Regions from separate parts of the Zea mays genome. Here region 2 is linked to region 1. The links are chromatin contacts, called in public Hi-C maps. All regions are on one chromosome and are shown on one strand. The core of a region is the stretch at or near the end of the contact, and the rest is flanking DNA. Distances in the headings are between cores, read along the strand shown.

Region 1 (5,513 bases), core at 865-3,364:
GCAGGCATTTGAAGCTTTGGTAGCTTCCCTTGATACTCGTGGCATCCGCGAGTCACATTTGCACTCAATTTTGCAAAGTATCGAGCCAACCTTCAAGGAAGCTGTTGAGAGGAAAAGGTGTGCTAATTTAGAACACCCAACTGGACGGACTTCGGAAAATGGAAGTAATGAAAGTCCAAATTGCAACAATGAATTTGGAAGTCCATGCAGTACCCTTTCTGGTGTTGCTTCTGATAATCTTATGGCACATTCAGATATTTTCAAGATAGAGGTTGGGCGCAATGAAGCTGAGAAGAATTCTATCTCGAAAAGGGCTTCCGTGTTTCTGAAATGGATCTGGAGAGAGTGCTACAGTCACCAATCTACATACGCCATGAGATATGGAAAGAAGCGGTGTCCTGAGTTGATTCACTCTTGTGATTATTGCTACCAGATATACTTAGCTGAAGAAAGGCACTGTTCTTGCCACAAAACATTCAAACACATTCACAATTTCTTGGAACACTCATCACAATGTGAAGAAAAACAAAGAACAGATCCCAATTGGAAGATGCAAACTGTGGACCTTTCTGTACCCGTAGGATTGAGATTGCTAAGGCTGCTCTTAGCTACCATTGAGGTATAGTGACATTTTATGATCATTCATTAGTGACATCTATTTTGTTTGTTGCAAAAAATGGTGTTTGTGTGACTTGTTAGATCGCGTGTTACAGGCCTTAGTACCGGCAGAAGCTCTTCTACCTTTTTGGACGGATGGGTATCGGAAATCTTGGGGTGCGAAGTTGTATTCTGCATCATCTGCCGAAGAAGTCTTGCAGGTTGCATTGCATGCTTTTTGCTCCTTTGTTTACTGTATAATTCCAGTGGCAGAGTCTGGACAGGATTAGAGAAGAGGTCATAACATGGCCAAAGAAAGAGGGGCCCAAATTAGTATCTCCTTGGCAATTGAATGATGAAATTGAGTAGCAATACTTCTTTTTAAAGAAATCTTTTGATGATGGTGGCTCATGCCTTGGCCCTTTTGAACCTCCACCCGTAATAGGGGTGGTAATGGATCGCGATCCAAATGTTCCTTCACAAATTCTTAGGTCCTTAAATAAATTTTAGTTCAAAAATGAATAGAAATAGAGCCCGAACCTAATCCGAGCCTTAAATTTTATAGTGTAAAATTTAGAGTCCATTGTCACCCCTCCGTATACAGCTATTACTAATTTGTTGCTGTATTGATCATAGCATGTTTTGACCTCAGGCTATGCATGAATAATTGTTCTGAATCTTGTGCATGTTTTGACCTCCAGCAGAGGTTTGTACCACTTTAATTTAGCAGTTTATTCTACATTTGCTTATGAACGGACTTGGATAGCTATTGTGTAGGAGGAGATTAGCATGGTGTAAGAGGCCTGATTTTAATTTATCATCAAATCAAGTTTATGTATCAATTTTGTTTGCGTATCTAAATCCTACCATGTCATATATCTGCAGATGCTTAGTGTGCTGGAAAGTGCAATAAAGCGAGACTACTTATCATCTAACTTTGAAACGACAACTGAGTTGCTTAATTCAAGCACACAAGATTTTGCTACTCAGAATTCGGCTGGAGGTTCTGGATCTGCCACTGCACTTCCATGGGTTCCTGACACTACTGCTGCTGTAGCCTTGAGATTGTTAGACTTGGATGCTTCCATCTCATACACCCTTCATCCAAAGTTGGGTTCAAATAAGGAGCAAGAATCTGGAGATTTCATGGTAAGCCTTATGGTTATTGTTATTATTGCATCAAAAGACTGTAGTGGTGGTTACATGTGGTAATTGGTCCTCTTGATCTGCTATATGGATCAATGACATGATTTATTTTTTCTCTGCGCAGAAACTTCCACCGAGATATCCTTCTATGAATAAGGGCAAACAAGAAATAGAACAGTTCAGGCCTATTGGTTTTGATCAACAGGATGGAACGTTGCTACCTAACAGCAATGGTCGTAGAGGTCGGGGAAGGGGAGGTAGAGGAGGCAGCAGGGGAGGTAGATCTCGTGGTCATGGTGGTAGGGTTCCCAGAGGTATTGGCAGCTCTTCCAGGATTCAGTTCAGGGATGACAATAGTATGCTCTATGGGAGAGCCCCACGAAAGAATGCACGTGGTGGCCGCGGCCGTGGACGTGGACGTGGACGTGGACTTCGAACTGTTAGACCTCGGCAACCATCCGAGCTCAGTGCCAGATCAATTCCAAAGGCAAACCTATTGGGCAGTTTTAGCATGTTAAGTAAGACAAATCACACTGGCACTACGCATTCTCCCGAGAGCTCAGGTGCAGAAGAGTGGGCCTTTGAGAGGAGGGAATATGTGAAGGATGATGAGAACAATTTGGTCTCTCAATCCGATGAGTCTGAGGAAAATGTCGAACCTATGAATGAGGAATATGGTGAGCATATTTCAGGCTATCCAAGAGACAATTCCGACTCCAGACCCGTACAGATGATGGGTGATGGGAGCGACGATAATGATGAGGATGCTGAAGGAGATGAGGGTGAGGAAGATGGAGAGGACTATGAAGCTGAAGATCCTGGTGATGAGGATGATGACGTTGAGATGGATGGGGATGATGATGTCGAGGTGGATGAGGATGATGACATTGAGATGGATGGGGATGATGACATTGAAGATGATGATGACGACGACGGTGGAGATGGAGCAGCCAACGGAGATGAGGATGGAGGTGGTACATCATCATATTCTTCAGAGTATAGTGAATGATGAGTGATTGAAGTTGTGCAGGCTTGTGGTAAATGATGTAACAGAGGCTTTGGTGGGCTCACCAACGCTAATGCTGACTTGAAAAACTATTTAGGAGGTTGCCAGTTCTAAACTGTCTTGTGTGGCTTGTTATTAGATAGAAGCCACTCAACATTAGAAGATCGGCCTTGTGTGTATACATACATACCAATTATCAAAAGTTGAAAATGAGGGTCGATCAGCTGTCTGTTTTATGTTCAGCTACTTTTTTCATTGTTATATATTGGGAGCGTTCTCTTTAAGACGGTTGACATATTTCTAAACTCACTCTCAATTTTGATTTTGTAGCAAGCTTGAAAAAAATTGCTTTCAACAACTTTCTATTTCAAACCCCCAGTTTTTTTCTACATGGAAAAACTGGTCTAATCGTACTAAGGTCTAGTTTAGAAATTCAAATTCTTTTCAGGATTAAAGAGGATTTAAAGAGAAATAAACTAATTTCTCTCTCAATCCCTTCCAACCCCGGAGGGCTGGTACGACCTCTAGCTCTAGCTGAGCTCTCCATCTCCATCAGTGAGTTGCAATGGGAGCATCTCAACATACTCTAGTAGAATCTATGTAATCCAAGCCTTCTGGGACATCATCCACCCGCAACTGCTTTCTCTCTTGCAGCTCTTTTATAGCAATGGCCTTTATGTTTGGAGGCTAACCCAGGCATCCATCACTCTCCTCCCAAAGAAAAAAAGATGCCAACACCGTCGAGGATTTCAGGCCAATCAACATCATTTCGAGATTCATCAAAATCGTTTCAAAGAAGAGGAACAAACATTGTCTTTAACAACACTCATCCACTTATTGACATTGACACATGTCAATCGGCGTGGGTCGCTCACTCATAGAAACTTTATTGGTTGTGACAGAACCACTTATCTTTCGCCATAAACATAAGATCCCTATGGTCCTACTCAAGGTAGACTATCACAAGTCATTTGACCGAGAAAGAGAAGAGTTGTGTCTTAAAGTAAAAACGAGGATGTAGAAATCCACACACTTGTCTTTCAGGCCCAGCCCACCAGGGATTTCCAAATCGTTAGGTTAACGACAGGTCTTTCTTCTTCTGGGTGAGCTGTAGAGCTACTTTTTCTTTCTTTCATTCCATCTGTCTCTGTATGCTTGGGTGAATGCCATAAGCGGATTTATACGCCCCGGTTCCCAGGGTTAGGGTATTCCCTATGTTGAGCCTACTCAGATCAGAACAAAACTTTTGGATTCTCTTTCGCCTATCGGCCGTCTTAAGCAACCTTCACATTTCCTGCTGAGATCCCAAGTCTCCAAGTGTCGTAGGACCTTGGCTTTAAGTAACCTTCACATTTCTTGGCCACCCACGACCTTGGCTTTTTAGAGAATCCCGCTCCTGTGTCGTAGGACTTGTAGCTCGGTAGTCCATCGGGTAGGTTTGTTTATCCATCCTTTTTCGAGTGTCTTCTTGGATAGTTATAGCGGCCCATAGGCGCAAGATGTACCTTGTGGAGGGCGGTGGTCCCTTGGACATAGCATAGTCCTTTCAGGCAGTGGTCGTTTAGTCCATGGTCCGTTGGATGGTCGGTGCAAGGCTAGAAATTGGAACACATTGATTCCGCTCGTTCCTGTCCTTCGCTTCAGGGTCTGTCCCTCGGTGTGGTCAGTACTCCATACTGTCGGGCAGCAAAGCTTACACTTGTTCACTTATTATGACGGTTCACCAGGGCCTCTTTCCTCCTCCCTTTTCTGCTCACTCGTAGGGGTCCAGACCCTCACAAAGGGGGAGGGAGTCGACTGAACATCTCAGACATTGGCGGGAATTTCGATCCCCAATTATTCTTCACCCCGGATGATCGTGTTGGGTAAATTGTGACCTCGTACGATCGTTGTTGGAACTTGCTCTCCGGTGCAAGTTGATCCAACGGGGGAGTGTAGCAACGTAAACAAGGTTTTTGCTCGAGATGGCAATAGCTCTGTTAATCTAGCCTCTCAAGGGCACTGTGCGGGGGTATTTATAGGTATCTGAGTGCCCAGCGTCCAGTGTTAAGGACGCATGTGCCCTCAGGCACCTAGGTTATCCCCGGAATATTCCCATAAAGCGGGGTTACAGACCGTAATTACAGGGAGACCTTTACAAATGAGGCCCGTAATGCGCAGCGGCCACGCAGGGCCTGTTACAATGGGCCGGATCACACGTGGGCCTCCATGTTGGACGAGGTCGCAAGATGAGACGACCTCGTCATAGGTCTTCGTCCGACTACGTGTGGGACGAAGGGTAAGTCTGCCCGTCGTCTTGTCTCCGTTGGTGCAGCGAGGTCGGCGAAGGCATCGAGCGAAGGGTGGCGTCTTCGCCTTCGCCCCAACATTTGCCCTCTGAGGAACCAGTTCGACTAAGTCATCTGGTGCCGAAGACGTCGCTAGATGGTGGAGACGCTGCCCTCGCTCGAAGTGGTTCCGCGGGGGTTTTTGACATGACCGTTGATTGACGCCGTACTGTTGGATTGCGGGTTTCCCGAAGCGTCGCGCCCTGTGTATAAAAGGGGGCGGGGGGCGACGCGTTTTGAACTTTATCTTTCCGCGCTCCGCGAAAACCCTAACTGCCTTCTCAAACCGCTCGCTGCTCGTTTGCCCTCCTTGCTCTTGCTCGTCGGAGATCTGGCCCGTGTGAAGCAGACCGCCCGCCGCCGCCGCCGGTACGTAGCGATGCCATCCTCTTCCTCTTCTGCTGCCGCTACACCGTCGGCCGGCGCATCCTCCGAGG
Region 2 (5,650 bases), core at 1,619-4,118, 460 kb after region 1:
CTGCTATGAGTAGTTTTATACATGCATATATCTGTCATCATATTTATCGCGCTATATTTCTGAATTAAATTGAATATGAAAATGCCTAAATCGCTAACAAAAGCAAGATGCATGCTAACGAACAGAAGCTTCAGGCTTTAGCTGAAAAAGAAGGAAGAGAAGGAATGCTCAAGCAAGCAACTCCAACGAGATCACAGCTACTAATCATTATATATACCGAGCAAGAAGAAAGCGACTGCTCAAACCGGCGAGGTCTCGACTCGAGAACAAGACCCACGCTGCAACCATTCTTCTTCAGTCTTCACCGTCGCCGGCCTCTCCAACGACGTCTGGCGAGAGGAAAGATCGAGAGCACAGCTCAATCCGGATGGTCCTCGCTTGCGATCTCCACCGTCGCGCATCTGCCAGCAGGACCAGCCGCGCGCCGTCCGTCGCAGGTGGGCGGGCTGCGCCGCAGCTCTCTGGCTTGGCTCGGACCAGTCGCCAATAAACGCGGCTAACTCTCCGCCTTTAAAACGGGCAAGCTCCTGCGATCCCTTTCGAGAGCGCGCCGTCGCCGGGTCCAGCTGCGTCTCGGTCGATGGTGGTGCATGGGACACCGTATCTTATGAGCAAGGAGCCCTGCTGCTCCCATGAGCAAAATCAATCCAGACCACATCCTACACATCCAACGATGCTGCGTCAGAGGGGTTTTTATAAAATGTACAGATTTGCAAAGAACATTTTACAAAACCCCCTGACACAGCACCGTTGGATGTGAAGAGTGTGGTCTGGATTGATTTTGCTCATGGGAGCACCAACGCTCCTTGCGCACAAGATACGTTCTCGGTGCATGGTCCGTCCTGTGGGTTGAGTTGAGCGGGCCTCATGAACGGCGCTCTGGCCACGTCCCGCCGCTATCAGGCAGTGCTTGGGGAGGCACCAGCACCCACCAGTGGGCAGTGGCTAATCTTCGTAGCTAGCTGACATTGGATTATTAGTCGACGTGGAAGCGCGAGAACACGGAGAAACACTGCATGCTGCTTTTGCACCACCACCTACGCTCCATGTCATCAGCGTTTGTTGCATGCTGCTTACAAGTACAGTCCGTAGCGTTGCCCCTGCTGGGGTCTCATCCTCCTGTAGTCCTATACTCCTATTATCGAGAACGGTAGCAAAAACAAAAAATAATAAAACCTGTGTCACCCTACAAGATAAAAATTAAACTTGCTAACTTTTTTTTTCTCTCTCTCTACAATTGAATAAGTGGAATATTTAATAAAATATCTCAAAAAAATTAAGATCGAGGAAGATTGAAACCGATCCCGAGCAACCGCCGGTCGCCGTACGCGGATGAGCTAGCCGCGGCTTCACGCATACGAAAGGGGCGATCGATACTATGCCTGCTCGTTTTAAAAATTTCAGACAAAGGGGCGATCGATCACTACTCTGCATGCAGCACACACATGCAATACACCTCGCCTCATTGACGAGAGGGCCGCAAAGTTGTCCCAGACAGAACCATGAGCGCAGTTCGAGTCGAGCGATCGTTTCGTTGGAGTACTAGCTGCGCAATCAATGTTTGGACCGATGGCCCATATGCATGCATAAACTAAACTATCGTCACCACCTGCGTTCCTGCACTGGCAAGGTAACGGCTACTCTCTGCGGACTGCGGTTGTCGTATACTACCCAGAACACAGATCACTGATGCCGCCTTCTCTGCTGCTGCTACTGGTATAGTTTACGCGAGTGAGTCGAGAAGAGACCTCGCAAGATGCGGCCAAGTCCACAGGTTGCCCGTTCTTAATTATCTCAAGCCGTGGACGCGACCGGCGACCTGGCGGACTAGAAGCCGTGGACGCGTGCAGTTCATGCAAATGTCCGTCTCGAGATCCGAAATGAGGATTCCCCGGCGTAGATCGATCGGTGAAACCGAGCTGCTTTGGATCCGGAATGCATGAGACCGGCCGGCTTTCTTGCCAGCTACTAGCATTGATCACTCTCCACCAAACAGGGATATTTGCCGGCGAGCAAGGGGACCTGTTGGTACGGGCACTCAGCTGAGCAGGGCCCAACACCAACAGCATGTACACCTGGCTTTCCTTATCGGCCAGCTCCGCTTGCTGGGACGGACGGCTCCAACTCTCTTCATCCTGGCAAAAAACTGAACAGCGCGTATTCGGCGGTGGGACGACCGGTTGGTTGCATCATTGCATACGTTGGTGGGCAGGCACGAAATGGATTGGACCCACAGATAACTGAGCTTGAAGTGCTCCTGATGGCAGTTTGGGGTCCTACAAACACGAATGCCTTCTCTTCTCTTATTTTCTTTTCTTTTTTTTAACGAACAGACAGGAGGTTTGCCGGCCGTTCAATTAAGCAAGGAAAGAATGCCTTCGTTTCTCAACCTTGCGACGATCCATCTTAAGCAAACAAAGAAATGCCAGCCGAGCAGCTTGCAAGTTTCTGGCTCAGCTGACCGTTATTCAGACTCCGCGGAAAACAGTATTATCGCTCTACTGCGCAGCAACCTTTTTTTTTATGACGGATCTTGTGTTTCTTTAAGCATAATATGGCACAGTAGCTCTGAATATCTGATCATACTCTGGCAACCATTCATGACTTCAAAACCGATATTAAGGCTCCCTTTGACATGGCTATCGCAGTGGCTCTTTTTCTATCTCTTCGTGAAGCCGTACCAAACAGTCTTAAAAAAACGGCTCTTCACAGAGAGCCATCAAAGAGCCAGAGCCGTTTTGCTATTTGGAGCCGAAGCACGAGAAAACAAGCTTCTATCGGCCCCTTATATCCGGCACACAATAATGTATCACAAAATTACAGTCTCTGCTACGGTCTCCTCGTGAGAAGCTGTTTTGTCAAATGAATTACAAAACGGCTCTGGCTCCTCTAGAGAACCAAAGAAGCCAGAGGGAAGCCGTTAGGAGCCCTGCCAAAGGGGCCTAAAGGCCGGTTTGGTAGACAGTAAAATAGAGAAGATCTATAAAAGAGATAATCTCTTTGTTAACAGTAAAATAGAGGAGATCTATAAAAAAGATAATCTCTTTGCTAGTTTTAATCCCTTCCAATCGACTCGATACAAATCGTTTTCGTACTCGCAATTTGCTCGATCCTCCACTAGGAGTGGGAGGGAGATCTCAGGTCAAATGCCTCGGTCCTCTGCCAGACTGTTCCCTCTCACGTGCTGACTGACAACTCCGCGCCGATCGATCCACGGGCGTTATTAGTATAGAGCGCGTTCGCCTGCACTACAAAAACCACTGTTGCAGCTGCAAAATACTGTTGCAGCTGCAATCACCAGAGAGAAAATACTGTAGAAGCCGCAGCCGCAGTCGGATTAAAGCCGCAGCGAACAAGCCCATATATCGCCGTCAGAGCCATCACCCCGATGGATCCCTGCGTTTCGTGCTCAGGTTCAGCGGAAACTGAGCCGTGAGCACCGCCGCCGCCACCACCTTTGCGTTTGCGGTGACGACACGACACCAATAATGGCGGCGGCAAGGACAAGGAGCCTGCTCGCGGCGGCGTTCCTGGCGCTGGCGGCGGTGCCGGCGGTGCTCTGCCAGGCGCCAGGCCCCGCGGCGGCGGCGCCGCCCAACAAGGGCCCGCCGAACGTTACGGCGATCCTGGAGAAGGGCGGGCAGTACACGACGTTCATGCGGCTGATGAAGTCGACGCAGCAGGACACGCAGCTGAACGGCCAGCTGAACAACTCGTTCGGCAGCGGGTACACGGTGTTCGCGCCCACCGACAGCGCCTTCTCCAGCCTCAAGCCCGGCACGCTGAACAAGCTGTCGCAGCAGGAGCAGGTGTCGCTGGTGCAGTACCACGTCCTGCCGCAGTTCTACTCGCTCGACTCCTTCGAGACCGCCAGCAACCCCGTGCGTACGCAGGCGTCGGGCTCCGACGGGCCCTACACGCTCAACATCACCGCCGACAGCAGCGGCCAGGCCAACGTGTCCACGGGCCTCGTCGCCACCCGCGTCGGCCAGGCCCTGCGCGCGCAGCAGCCCCTCGCCGTCTACTCCGTCGACCAGGTGCTGCTGGCCAACGACCTGTTCGGCGTCAAGCCCCCGGCGTCCGCGCCGCCCGCCGCCAGGAAGCCGGCCAAGGGCGGGTCCGTCGCCGAGGCGCCCGCCGCCGGCTCGGCTGACGCGCCGCCCTCCGGCGCGGCCGCGCGCGGCGCCAGCAGGACCGCCGGATGGAGCTCGCTGCCCGCTCTGCTGTTCCTGGCCGCCGCGGCCTCCTTCCTGTCCCTGTTGTGAGAATGTAAACATGGTTCGTGCTTGTCGAGCACAAAAGAGCTCGTCTTCTTGCGGTTTGTTTCTCTTCTGGAGTTCTAGTAACCTGGATCTGTCCCTGAATGTTGATGAAGCCAGCTGTTAATTTCTCCATGCATCTTTTCTTCTCATGAGTGGTCTCGAGTCTGACCGTGCATGGCTAGAATTAGTAATTTTTTCTCTTCTTTTGTTAGCAGAATCAGTAGTGCTCCGTTTGCTTCAGCGTTGTTTCAGTTCAGTGTGCGTTTTTAAAATTTCAAAAGTCCCATCTTGCAGCGGCTCCACCCCGGGGCCCTCTTACAATTCAGTGATTTAGCAGGCCATGTGACTGGAAAATGCATGCTTAGCCCGGCCCCAGAGCCCAAACAGGCCCAGGAAGAGCCCGCACTCAGCGCAGCCCTGTCCAGACCCAGAGCCACGAAGCTTCATTTAACTTGTGCGGTTCGCGTGATAGTGCTTGCGGCCGCAAGTGACGGTGGGTTTGGTGGTGCTGGTGCTGCTGCTGGAGCGTAGCGTGTGATTGAACCCGGGCGAGGTGAGACTGTGAGAGCGATGGCATGTCCGTCAGCGTGTGGTCGCCAACGCCGAGCAGCTCTCGTTGAGCCGTCGGTTTTCTTCGATCTCTTCTCCCGGCCTCAGCTCAAGCTTGTTGTTCAAGTGGCGACGGGTGCCTCAGTGCTCACCTGTCGCCGGCCGACGTTATTTTTTTCTCGCACGCAGCGTCCGTCCAGTGTCTCGCTCGCGTACGCTCAGTAGTCATACGCACATGGCGAGATCTGCAGGGGCCAAATCCCGATCCGATCACTCGGCGATGGACTTTAATTACCCAGCTCTCGTCGAATCCACCACACTTCTGAAAGTCTCAACTCAAACCAGAGATTTCCCATGACACCATGTCCAATTGTCCACTGTACTTGGCAGCTTCAGATTTCCTTTTTAGAGTTATTATATTATGTGCTGTCGAGGGCTTGAGAACACCATGTCCAATTGTCCACTGTACTTGGCAGCTTCTGCTTGGCGTGTCGCCGAAGACGAACGGGACTGTCGATTGAGCGGGCCTTGCTGATCGGCGGTCCTTCTCCGGCCGCTGCCGCATCGCCGTCGCCGGTATCTCCCTCGCGCGCCTTCGTCTCTGCCTACTTCCACTCCACCGCTGCTTTCTATGACCGCCCCCCTCGCATTTTCCACGCCGCTGCAGACGCAAATACGCACTGGCGTAGCCACCGCCCACCAATTTCCGCGGCGGTTGGTTCAGGGAAACCCAGCAGATCTGCACAGCAGCGTTCAATAAGATTTTCACTGTAAGAATTCAGACCTCTAGTAAGAATTCAGTGTAATTCAGGAGGGGGCTGCTGTTTGCATCGTATATA

The links. A called contact is a pair of places that touch in the nucleus more often than the background predicts.
Region 2: a contact with region 1 is called in a Hi-C map of leaf, with 2.5 times the contacts expected there. The contact joins the promoter of LOC109941448 here to the enhancer-like site in region 1. A contact is called at or near these places in 3 of 25 Hi-C or Micro-C datasets (ear and leaf).

Annotation. Positions count from the first base shown.
Region 1 is chr8:70,389,972-70,395,484 of Zm-B73-REFERENCE-NAM-5.0, forward strand. LOC103635335 (Putative homeodomain-like transcription factor superfamily protein) reads left to right here. Exons shown (of 18, transcript XM_008657816.3): 15 at 5-619; 16 at 714-818; 17 at 1,483-1,746; 18 at 1,868-3,033. The coding sequence ends at 2,752. Among protein-coding and RNA genes, the nearest start is that of LOC103635335, 12 kb to the left of the region's middle. Within about 2 kb of position 2,115, at least 5 of the 20 cell types and tissues checked have an H3K27ac peak or open chromatin away from gene starts, as enhancers often do. A contact at or near this core is called in leaf, where this site is marked.
Region 2 is chr8:70,845,671-70,851,320 of Zm-B73-REFERENCE-NAM-5.0, forward strand. It overlaps LOC109941448 (fasciclin-like arabinogalactan protein 9), which reads left to right and starts at 2,869. Exons shown (of 1, transcript XM_020542414.3): 1 at 2,869-4,564. The coding sequence starts at 3,489. The coding sequence ends at 4,265.